Regions from separate parts of the Zea mays genome. Here all the other regions are linked to region 2. The links are chromatin contacts, called in public Hi-C maps. All regions are on one chromosome and are shown on one strand. The core of a region is the stretch at or near the end of the contact, and the rest is flanking DNA. Distances in the headings are between cores, read along the strand shown.

What was found. A called contact is a pair of places that touch in the nucleus more often than the background predicts.
Region 1: a contact with region 2 is called in a Hi-C map of ear, with 10 times the contacts expected there. The contact joins the promoter of LOC103638902 here to the promoter of LOC100502456 in region 2. A contact is called at or near these places in 16 of 25 Hi-C or Micro-C datasets (bundle sheath, ear, endosperm and 5 more) and 2 of 3 datasets of contacts at active chromatin or transcription factors (leaf and seedling).
Region 3: a Hi-C map of leaf shows a contact between it and region 2, with 2.3 times the contacts expected there. The contact joins the promoter of LOC103638903 here to the promoter of LOC100502456 in region 2. A contact is called at or near these places in 3 of 25 Hi-C or Micro-C datasets (bundle sheath and leaf).

Annotation. Positions count from the first base shown.
Region 1 is chr9:118,240,978-118,244,771 of Zm-B73-REFERENCE-NAM-5.0, reverse strand. LOC103638902 (protein transport protein sec31) reads right to left here and starts at 1,391. Exons shown (of 5, transcript XM_035962635.1): 1 at 1-1,391. The coding sequence starts at 1,258. It overlaps LOC100192715, which reads right to left. Exons shown (of 5, transcript NM_001358085.1): 4 at 3,793-3,794; 5 at 2,972-3,680. The coding sequence ends at 3,336.
Region 2 is chr9:118,113,837-118,117,514 of Zm-B73-REFERENCE-NAM-5.0, reverse strand. It overlaps LOC100502456 (nonsense-mediated mRNA decay NMD3 family protein), which reads left to right and starts at 2,309. Exons shown (of 1, transcript NM_001196934.2): 1 at 2,309-3,678. The coding sequence starts at 2,475.
Region 3 is chr9:118,354,330-118,358,090 of Zm-B73-REFERENCE-NAM-5.0, reverse strand. LOC103638903 (RING/FYVE/PHD zinc finger superfamily protein) reads right to left here and starts at 1,605. Exons shown (of 11, transcript XM_008661696.3): 1 at 1,224-1,605; 2 at 781-852; 3 at 1-21. The coding sequence starts at 1,298.

The sequences.
Region 1 (3,794 bases), core at 142-2,641, 130 kb before region 2:
AATTTACCTCAACCACAGCTTTTTTGTTCTTGCTGCCTTTGGGCCGCCCTCGCTTCTTTGCCCCAACCTTCACATGTAAGAACTCCACTGGTGTTGCCGCTGTCGGCGCTGGCGATGATGCTGATGCTGGTGCTGCCACTGTTGGGATGACAGGAATGCCAGTGCCAGCATCAACTGCCTTATTGCCTTCCCCTTCCACAATGCCACTTAGGCTTGGTAATGGCAAGTATGGCCCCATTGGATAAAATCCTAGAGCAGCAGGTGCCTGCTGCTGCGGGGAATTGAGTGGTTCAGCGAATGCAGGACCACCAGGGAAACCCATTGGGAAGAACCCCCAGGAGCAGTAATACATGTCTGTGCCTGGCACGATGGGCGGCTGCGTGGACATTGCAGTGGCAACAAACGGCCGGCGGCAGCTAGGGCAAAGCAGCGTTTGCGACTCGTAGGAGTGGTCGTACTGGTGTAAATGGCAGCAGGAGGGACAAGCTGTCCAGAAGACTGGCGCCTGTTGAGCTTCCCCCTCCTGGTTCCGTTCAACCTCAGGCGATTGTTTGGCAGCCCGCGGCGGCCGGCCGCGCTTTGTTGGCGACGTGCCCGAAACGGTCTGCGGAGCAGGCGGCGTCGCCGGCGTTTTGGCAGCCCGCGGCGGCCGCCCGCGCTTTGGTGGCGGCGTGCCTGACACAGTCTGCATTGGCTGCGGAGCAAGTGGCGGCGGCGGAGGAGGCTGTGACTGCAGCTGATTCTGCTTCTCTGGATGGGGATCGATGGGTACACGAGCGGCGGCGGCGGCGGCGGCGGCTGCCGCTGCGTTAGTTGCAGCGGCGGCGGCGTCGAGGTCGGAGTCGAGGGAGGCTTTGCGGAGGGGATCTGACAGGAAGGCCCAAGCGTCGGCGACGAGGCGGGCGGCTTCGGCGAAGGCGAGGGAGCAGGGACGGTCGGGGTGGGAGCGGTTGAGCAAGAGGGAGAGGCGGCGGTAATGGGAATGCACGACGTCGGGGTCGCGGGAGGCCGGGACGGCGGAGTCGAGGCCAAGGACGGCGTAGGGGTCGAGGGGCCCGGACGGGAGGCGCCGACGCTGGGCCGCGAGGAGGGCATCGGCGGCGGCGAGGAGGTCGTCGGCGCCCGGGGTGCGGGGGTCGAAGGAAAGGGCTTGGGCGACGAACTGCTTGCAGCCCTCGAGGTCCCGCGCCATCAGGAGCTTCTCGGCGATGTTCATAAACCGCTCCGCCTCCTGCCGCCGGGCGACGGAAGGATCCATGGGGCTCGCCGCCGGGCACAGGGAGGCTAGAGGATTTGACCGGGGCGAGGGGGATCGGTGGAATTTGTGCGGTTACGCTTTTTGGTGGAGGCAGCGGCCCGGGTAGGACGCGGCACGGCATTTAGGTGCTGGTTGCCTGTATGAGTTATTTTGTTTGCCTTGTTTAGTTCATGGCAGATAATGAGTATCAGATTTTGAAAATACGTTATGCATCCAAATATAGATCATTTTTAGCATCGGATTATGTGCGCTGTGAAATAAAATCCCAGCATCAGGTAGGTGCTGCATTTTCTTGGGTACCGTGCAAACAGCACATTATATAATACGGCTCCGTTTGTTTCGTATTATAATTTTATATATATTCCACTTTCAAATAAATTAAAATTATTTTTTAATACGCAGTAGATCTGCCTGTTTTTATTATTAAGAAGAAAATGAGGTGAAACTCCAAAACACGAGCAACACACTTAACCGACACACACCACCGTATACAGACTTTCACACCACTCCTAAGACAACTCCTCTAGATAAGAAAAAAGAGAGCTTTAGCGCCAGCAAATGCCAGCACATCATCTCCTCCCTTGCTGTCGAGAGGGTGATCTCAACACTTGGGCTACAACCATCAAACACACACCTATTCCTATGTTTCCATATCGACCACGCACCCAAAATTAAAATCATTTAGTATACAATAATTATATATTAATATGTTGTTAGAAAAGATTAATTATTGTTATGACAGTTATAAAATTACAATATTGTTGCCAAAAGGCCCTCAAGGAGAATGCTCAGGACTATGCTGGGTACCATAGGCTGCAGCCCAGATGACCGGTTGGGCCGCCGCTTCAGACCCTCGGCCTAATTTGCCAAAGCTACGAAGCTGAATGTCAACACTCTCACTATTACAACAGTAGAGCGAGCTGGACTTGTAGATGGTCCGATGGATCGAACACTACTCCATCGAGCTGCATTTGTAGATGGTCCCATGGGACGCTGCTCTAAAGCAGTGCTCTGGTTCTACGTGGTGGCATTCTCAAAAAAGAATTATTACTAATTATTAGTCTACGAGGAATAAAACATCATTCTACAAACTAAAGAGCAAACCAAACACGTCGTAAATTTCTCTTGACCATATCTGTAGCTCTAGTCTGCATCCTCCAAAAGGAAGATGATGCGAGCTGCCAGTGGAGCAATCTCCTTCAGCTCAAGTGCTATCTGATGCCCACTTTAGACCCCGTTTGGTTAAAAGGAACTAAAGATTAGTCCCTTTATTTTAGTCTCATTTAGTCACTAAATTGCCAAACGGTAGGACTAAAGTTAAAACTAAAATGTTTCAGTCTCTGGGGTGAATAAAATGGACTAAACCATATAAATTTCACCTTTTGCCCATCCTTCATTTCAGTTACACGGAGAATGCTAAAAGGTATTTTAGTCCTCTTATGATCCCTTTAATGTGTTTTAAATAGTTTTAGTCTCTAGAACTAAACAAGGTAGAGACTAAACTTTAGTCTCCTAACCAGACTTTTGGACTAAAGAAACCAAACACCAGACTTCTGGACTAAATAAACCAAACAGAGCCTCAGGCAAACTTTGCAGGTCAAACAAATCCTCGTTGAGACATAGCAGTCACCTCTCACCACTTAGATACTAGTACCAGCTAGAATGCACGAACGATCAGCAGCGGAACAAAAGAGAGCAAAACAACACAGAATACGATCAAATTCCTGAATTAAACCCAAGTATCCAAGTAAATCCATGATCCATAGTACTAGAGAAATGATATTTTAACTAGCCTAGAAGGTGAAGATCTGATCAGGAAACCATCACAACTCGCAGCATTATGAGAGCGACTAATTCAAATTAAATTAATCTTACTCAGGGGCACAACAGCGGGGGGTGAGACCATGAACCCTAACTCTCCTAGCTAGCTTAGCTTAAGTAGCAGATCGACACGTCGTCACTGACCAGAGCACAGACGACGCGCAAGAGGACCGTTTCATAGCAGCAGTACCAACCTAACCATCAGCAGGTTCCTTTCCTTCCTCTCCAGCCCAAACACCAACGAATGGGGCGCCTGTTAGTTCGACATCATCTTCATGTCAGAATCATGCCTGTTCTGCTGGTGCACCGAGAGGGACCAGCCCCCGGACGCGTAGGCAGGCGGCATGTGCTGCTGGTGCTGGTGAGGGTGCTGGTGCTGACTGGAGTGGCTGAACGGCATCGCACCGTGGTTGATCGGGCTGCCGGAGTCATCAGACGACGCGCTGGACGTCCCCTCCGACGGAGGGCTGGTGGCCACCGGAGCCGGCACGAAGGCAGCCATCTGTGGCGGCGGCGGCGGGGGAGCAGCCATCGGTTCGACCTTCCGCGCTTCGGCTGGCTTAGATTTCTTCCCCTCTGCGATAAAACTAGCCACCACGACCTGATTGAAGGCCAGTCAGACACAGGTACAGATACCAAGTGATCAGTGATGTAAAGCAACCGAACAGATGTCGTCTAGCTGGGGTGAGGAAGAAAATCAACATGCACCGGACCT
Region 2 (3,678 bases), core at 1,060-3,559:
GCACCAGACTGTCCGGTGCACACCGGACTGTCCGGTGGGTGGCACCGGACCGTCCGGTGCTCTCCAGTCCAGCACACTTTCTCTTTTTCTTCCTCTATTTTCTTTTGCTCCTTTTGGACTTGACTTCATAAAGTACCTTGCACTTAAACAAATATGATTAGCATACAAAACAATTTACTAAGCGTCCAGAGCTTACCTTTTCACTTGGTTCATCTATATTTGCACTTTGTCCTCTTCGGAGTTCAATTTGCTTCATATACCTTTGCTTATACACCATGTTAGTTTAAACATAATGTGTTGTGCATCTAATCAACAAAACAATATAGAAATGGCCCATGGACATATTTCCCTTTCAATAACAACACAACATAATTAAAGGTCTAACTAATATGTTAAGTGTTGAACATGTTTTTAGTGTAAAGCTAACAAAGTTCAACATAGGGAGTCTAGTGTGATATTCTATGAGTTAACTATGGATTATGGATATCCCAAGTCAATGTGAAGGATGGACATTGCCAAGTTGGATTCAATGTTCATAGCTTAGAGAAAGTTGATTGAATTAAGGATAAAGACAAGAAGGACTTCGAGGGACTAAAACAAGGGAGAAGGTCAACAGGACTGAGGTGCCTAAGACCAATACGAAGAAGAAGTTTTTGCAAAGGTCAAGGTTGATCAGATAGGGAAGAGACATGCAACATTGAATACCATGACATAAGGACGTGACTTGAAGCCATCAAGGTAACTCATATGGTTTTATGGTTCAAGTCACAAGGCTCAAGATCCTAGCTCTAGTGGAGTCATGGTCACAAGAAGTGTAGAAGTATCAAAGCTAGAACTTGGAAGGCCCCAAAGAGCTAAGTTTACTTTGATAAGGAGTTTGGGTCATTTTTGTGTTTGGAAAGGTCTTTGTTGACCGTTGGAAGGTTTTGGAACTCAAGATATAGCTAGAGTGATCAAGTTATGTGACTTGAAGTTTTGGAGTCCAACACTGAGCTCAAATAGGTAAAAAAAGGACATCATGATGGAAAAGGTTAAATATGAGAGGTTTGTGTATTTGAATATGTTCCATACACATTTTTACTTTGTTATTGGCACTTTGATTTGCACTCTAACTTGATCTATAGTGGAAGTGCCATTTTTGGTATTTGTTTGAGGTGAAATAGGTAAACGATGGAGAAGATGACATAGAGGTGAGTCTATATGACTTAGTTCATTGGATTATACTCTAACCATGTTTATCTAACTAATAGAAAGGTGCTCAAGAAAGGTCAAATCAAATGGAAGAAGAAGTGAAGGAAAATGATAACTTTGTTGTTGTCTCACGCACCGGACCGATCTGGTGGGACACTGGACCACATGCGCAGAGAAGTTCTCTGAGAGTTTTAGAGGGTAGAGTAAAGCTTACACACATTTCATGTACCTGTTCTGCTTTCATATTCTCTATATGAACTAAAAAAATAATGCTCAGAACTCATTTGCTTTGGTTGTTTTGGGTAGGATGCTTTGCAAAGTTGTAAATTGCTGCATTCTAAATGGGGCTTGAAAGAGGGATTAAAATGAAAGCCGGTTTCCAGTCCAGGTTCGAAAACCTACCATGCACCCATATGATATTCGGGCATGTAGCTTCTTCTGTTCTTGGATTGTCATCTTGTCAATTGCTTGTGAATGAATATTCACTCAAGTCGCAGTAGCATCGTGAGTTAGTTGTTTTCGCTTCTCAGTCGGCGTTGTAAGACTACCTAAGGTAGGACATGATGATCTTCCTCACAATTCTACGTATCAACTATGCTCCTGTAGATAAATAAGCGTTTGCTTTAAGATTGATCAATGCATCTTTAGTTTGTTTACTATGATAATTCTGGTGGTATCAGAACATTGCAAGAATTGAACTAGCGCGATGCATGCAGGTTGCAGCGCCTTCATGTTCTATTTTGCCCGAGGAAAAAACTCTTTTTGTTAAGAGATAGTTTGGTAACTTCATTTTTACATGGCGAAATGAACTAATTTCTTTTGAGTAAATGAGGTTCTCAAACTAGCTTTAAAAAGGTAGGAAAACACTTTTGTTTAAGGAAGGCAAAAACTTTTTGAAGAATCGAATTCTGCAAATCTGTAGACAATTGGTTTATTTGTTCGCGGCTCCGTTCCATTCCTTTTCTACCGCTATGGCGACGGGTCACGGGAGTCGAGAAGGAAGGAAGAGGCAGTACAGACTTCACGGCCCATGAATTCACGTAGTCTAAAAGCCCATAGCATCAGGATTCAGGAGGCATCGCAGCCCTTAATCGAGAAGCCCACGTGACCGTGGACTCCGTCATCGTATTCGTCACCACCGCTCTCGCGTCGCCGCCGCCTTCCTCCTTCCCCTGCGATTACAAAACCCTAGGACAATTCTCCACCAATTCCTATAATCCCTCGTCGCTAGGTAGTTCCTGCGTCTCCATCCCGATCCCCTTGTCGATTCAGTTGTAATCAGGATGCAGCCCGGATCGGCCCCGGCGGCCGGCGGCACCGGCATGTTCGTGCCGGCGGCGACGGCTGGCACGGTGCTCTGCTGCATGTGCGGCGTGTCCATGCAGCCCAACCCGGCCAACATGTGCGCGCGCTGCCTGCGCGCGCGCGTCGACATCACCGAGGGCGTCCCGCGCCACGCCGCCGTGGTTTACTGCCCCGACTGCTCCTCCTACCTCCAGCCGCCGCGGTCCTGGCTCCGCGCCGCACCCGAGTCGCCCGAGCTCATGCAGATCCTGCTCCGCCGAATCAACCGCCCGCTCGCGCGGCTCCGCGTCTCCCTCTCCGGCGCCGAGTTCGTCTTCTCCGAGCCCCACTCCAAGCGCCTCCGCCTCAAGCTCCGCCTCCGCCGCGAGGTGCTCCACGGCATCGTCCTCGAGCAGACGCACCCAGTGGAGTTCGTCGTCCACGACCGGTTGTGCGACTCCTGCTCCCGCGCGCAGGCCAACCCCGACCAGTGGGTTGCCGTCGTCCAGCTGCGCCAGCACGTGCCCCACCGCCGCACTTTCCTCTACCTCGAGCAGCTCCTCCTCAAGCACGGCCAGGCTTCCCTCGCGATCCGAGTCGCGGCCGCCCCCGAAGGCCTCGACTTCTTCTTCGGCTCGCGCTCCCATGCCGCCCGCCTGGTCGACTTCGTCGCCACCGTCGCTCCTATCCAAACTCAGACAGCGAAGCAGCTCGTCTCGCACGACACCAAGAGCAGCGTCTACAATTACAAGTACACCTTTTCAGTCGAAATCTGCCCCATCTGCCGCGAGGACCTCATCGCGCTCAGCCCCCAGGCGTCCCGGGACATGGGTGGCCTTGGCCCGCTCGTGCTCTGTGTCAAGGTCACAAATGCCATTGCTCTTCTTGACCCCCTCACGCTGCGAGTGCACCACCTGGAGGAGAAAAAATACAGGGTTTATAATTTCAAAGCAGCTCTCACCAGCAAGCAGCTCGTGGAGTACATTGTGCTTGACATTGAACCAGAATCGCCTGAAATTTGCATCGATGGGTCTCGGTACCAGTTGGCTTATGCGCAGGTTGCCCGGATGTCAGATTTCGGGAAGAATGACGCCATCTTTACTGTGAGGACGCATCTTGGGCATCTGCTGAATCCTGGCGATCACGCCCTTGGGTATGATCTGTATGGTGCCAACCTGAATGATGATGACATGGACATGGCTA
Region 3 (3,761 bases), core at 356-2,855, 240 kb before region 2:
TTTCCTTACCACAGCCTTGTCCTACAAATATAAAACAATATATCAGTCTTAAAATCATTACTTATGCACAGCAAAAATAAGTATGAAGGCCAAAAGGTACAACCGCACAAGTAGCACTCTTAGCTAACATTACATGCCTGTCAAGAACTCAAGATATGGATACAACAGGAAGAGAGCATGGTTTAACTGCATATATGATAGATCGTCACTTAAACCAACAAAACACAAATGTTACCAATAAGTGTCTCTAGGGTTTGACCATTACAGGGCACTTCCTTCTAATTGGTGTGCTGTCCTAAAACTATATAAGCTATATTAAATAAGATATATCAAGATAGACAATAATGACTTCAGATTTAGACAATGGTGGACTGTTCAACCAAAAATCTACACATGACAACAAGAATGTCTTGTGAACAATTTAGAACGTGTTAGGTTTACTTGAAAAACATCAATGTGTCATAATACCATAACAAAGAAAAATGTAATGAATGATCATTAAAGAAGCTTCCACTTGCAAAGTAACAATAGCTAATACAAAAAAAGGAGATGCAGAAATGGTGGTGATATATTCTTTTCCTACAGCATCGGAATCACACTCGCCGCCACTAAACTGGAGGCGTCTGAGTATACAAGCATACAAGTGAAGAGGAACAATCTAAAAGGAAATCACTTCTGAGCATCAGATGATCAAAGGGCAGCAAGTATATTCTAACGAAAATCAAGGACCAAAATATTCCCATGCATATGCAGGGAAATACTCATGCCTCCAATGCTCACCTCCATCTTAGAGGCGAGTTCCCGTTGCTCCGATCCCGACGGGCGTCCTCCGCTGCGCCCTTCGGCTGATTCCTACACAGCAGAAACAATACGCATCAATCACCAAACCGAACTGCAGCATCGGCTGTAATACATTAAAAATCAGTTGAAGACCGAAATTCGATTCAGCGGAATTGATATACTCAAAAGAGAAACTCAAATCAAACCGAAACTGGTGTATATATTCGATGAATTTCGATTCGTCTCCTGGTAAAATCGTGTATCCTCAGAAAGCATAAGGAAACCTGAATCATAAGTACGCCAGCATGCGTCGTTTGCAAACCTTCGAATCCACGAACTCCTAACACAGCACATCTCATCCTATTGGGGAAACTAACAACTACCACAAGGCCCCAACAACAACGCGTACGCCACAGCACCGTGGTGGATGCGGCTCGACGCACCTCTAGAGCCGGAAAATCTTTGTGGCGAGTGCGATTGTACAGATCCCTCATGTTACGCTCCTGTGGCCCGCTCATTACACTCACTCCGTCCCCGCCGATCGGCCACACCTCCGGCCCTAACTCCCGACGTGGGCACCGAACAGCCTCAGCTCTCTTCCATACTAGGGCGAAAGACGGAGTCCGGCGAGGGGAAGGAAACGAAGACGAGAGGGGATCGGATTGGGAGGGGTTCGCGCAGGTATGGCGTGGCGAGGAAGCAGCAACGCCGCGGAGGAGCAGAGGACGACAAGAGGAGAGGCGAGGAGAGAGACCAGTACTGGGAGTGCTTTAGAAATTTGGACTCGGGGGACGTGACGGTGACGCGACGGGAGACGGGCGAGATGGGAACGGAATGGAACGGTAGCTCGCGACCCTATTACTCGCTGACTTCTTGGGCCCACTTGTTTTCCTGAGTGAGGGGCCGTAGCCACAGGTCAGTCTTTGGTTCTCCGGCTGCTATACTGGTCATTGTGGACAGCTGGTATACTGGTCATGCTTGGAGATATTATACAAACATGTATACTAATGCATCTGTATATTATACAAGCATGTATACTAATTCATCTGTAAGAATTTTTTAATGTATTTAACTCGCACCTGTAACAATAAGACCGGAATAGTATGCGTGTAACAAAAAATATTAGTTTTATTCCTGATTTCATGCTTTGGCATCGATTTATGTGTTGCAACTATAAATATTTTCCTATTTGGGACTAATAAATAAATACATCTCTTGTGACCGGCGTCGTTTTGTTTGGCAACTCTTTATAGCCCTCGTCCCACCAAAGAAAAAGAACCTTTTTATTGTAGTTTATAGATATTAACCTAATAAAAAATGTTTTTTGTTGATTTTGTTTTCTTGCAACTAGACTTAAAAGTTTGGACCAGATCATTTGGGGTTGCATAGACACGGACCTAAATTATGAGTTTAAAGCACGACCTGACACGAAAAAATAGACCAAGTTGGCACTGCCGAAATGGTCGGGTCGTGGTGTGCCTCAAATTTAGGCATAACGGGTGACACAGCGACTACCCTTGGACTGACACAATATAAAGCGACGCACGAATTAGAAAATTAGCTTAGCTTGGCCCGCTCGAAACTCACAAGCAACTTCCAGTTTGAGCTGACTCGCAGGACTCGAGCTTATTTTTCAACCCTAGTGAGTAATAATAGATAACTTCCATGTGCTTCCAAGAATCAATAGCACAACAGCTAGGGGGCATTTGGTTGAAAAAAATCGGCCAAAGCGTTGTTTTCTTTTAAGTAGTTCTTTGTCGAACGTCCATAGACGTTTTTTATGTTTTGAACTAAGAAAGAACAATCACCTAAATAGGTGCTTTACAATTATTACAGTTTATTTCTAGGAGATTTGGATTGATCATAGCCAAATGGCACCAATTTTAGCTAAGAAAATTTGTTTCCTCCAATAGACATCTCTAACGAGAATTTGGATTTGAAACATCTATGAGATAATTTGGATCGATCTGTACTGAGCGTGTTATCGATAAAGATCCAGAATCACGTAGAAATGTTTTGGATATAGATTCTTTCAAGAAATATTTCTGGTAATGAATTAGAACCACTTTGTAAAACGGTTTGGCTGATAGTTTAATTTGGATCCCAGATTCTATCTGTATGTCATATAATAATAAAAACATTTTTTAAAAACATAGAACTTTTGTGGAGATATCTTGGTAGACCTAAGAAAATCTGGCATGGACCCAACCTTGTTCGTCTTAGAAAAAAATGGCTTGGCGCCACCATCTGGAAACATTAATTCATTTATTTTCATGCTAAAACTACCTCTTTTAAACAAGTGTTGGCCTACAATGGACAAAATCGTACCAATTTTGGCATTGAGCAACAATAATACAAATACCTAAGCTAACTCTCTGAATAACTAACCAAGATCGACTTCCTTGAGGTACATACATAACCCTAAATCATGGACACATTCTAATTGTAATGATTTTCCACCAGTGGCTCAACCTAAATGCTCGTTGGTTGGGGAAGGTAATCTTTGTGATACTATAACGCATACGACTATATATATGATTAAGGTTTTCTGAAGGTAATCTTTGTAATATATATATATATATATATATATATATATATATATATATATATATATATATATATATATATATATATATATATATATATATATATATATATATATATATATATATATATATTTAGACCCAGAATATAGAGGTGTTTGAATTTACTAAAACTAATAATTAGTAGCTAAAATTAGTTGAGACATCTAAACACCCTAGCTGATAGTTTAGCTATTAGGTATTTTTGGTAAATTAATTAGCTATTTGTTAGCTAGCTAATTCTACTAACAATTTTAGCCAACTATCTATTAGTTCTAGTGTATTAAAACACCCCCTATAAGTGTCATGTTGATTTGTCCTAGGAAATAGTAGGGTATGTTTGGATGTGAATATTTAAGGTCCAATTATATTCTTGGATACCCATTGGATATCCATTAT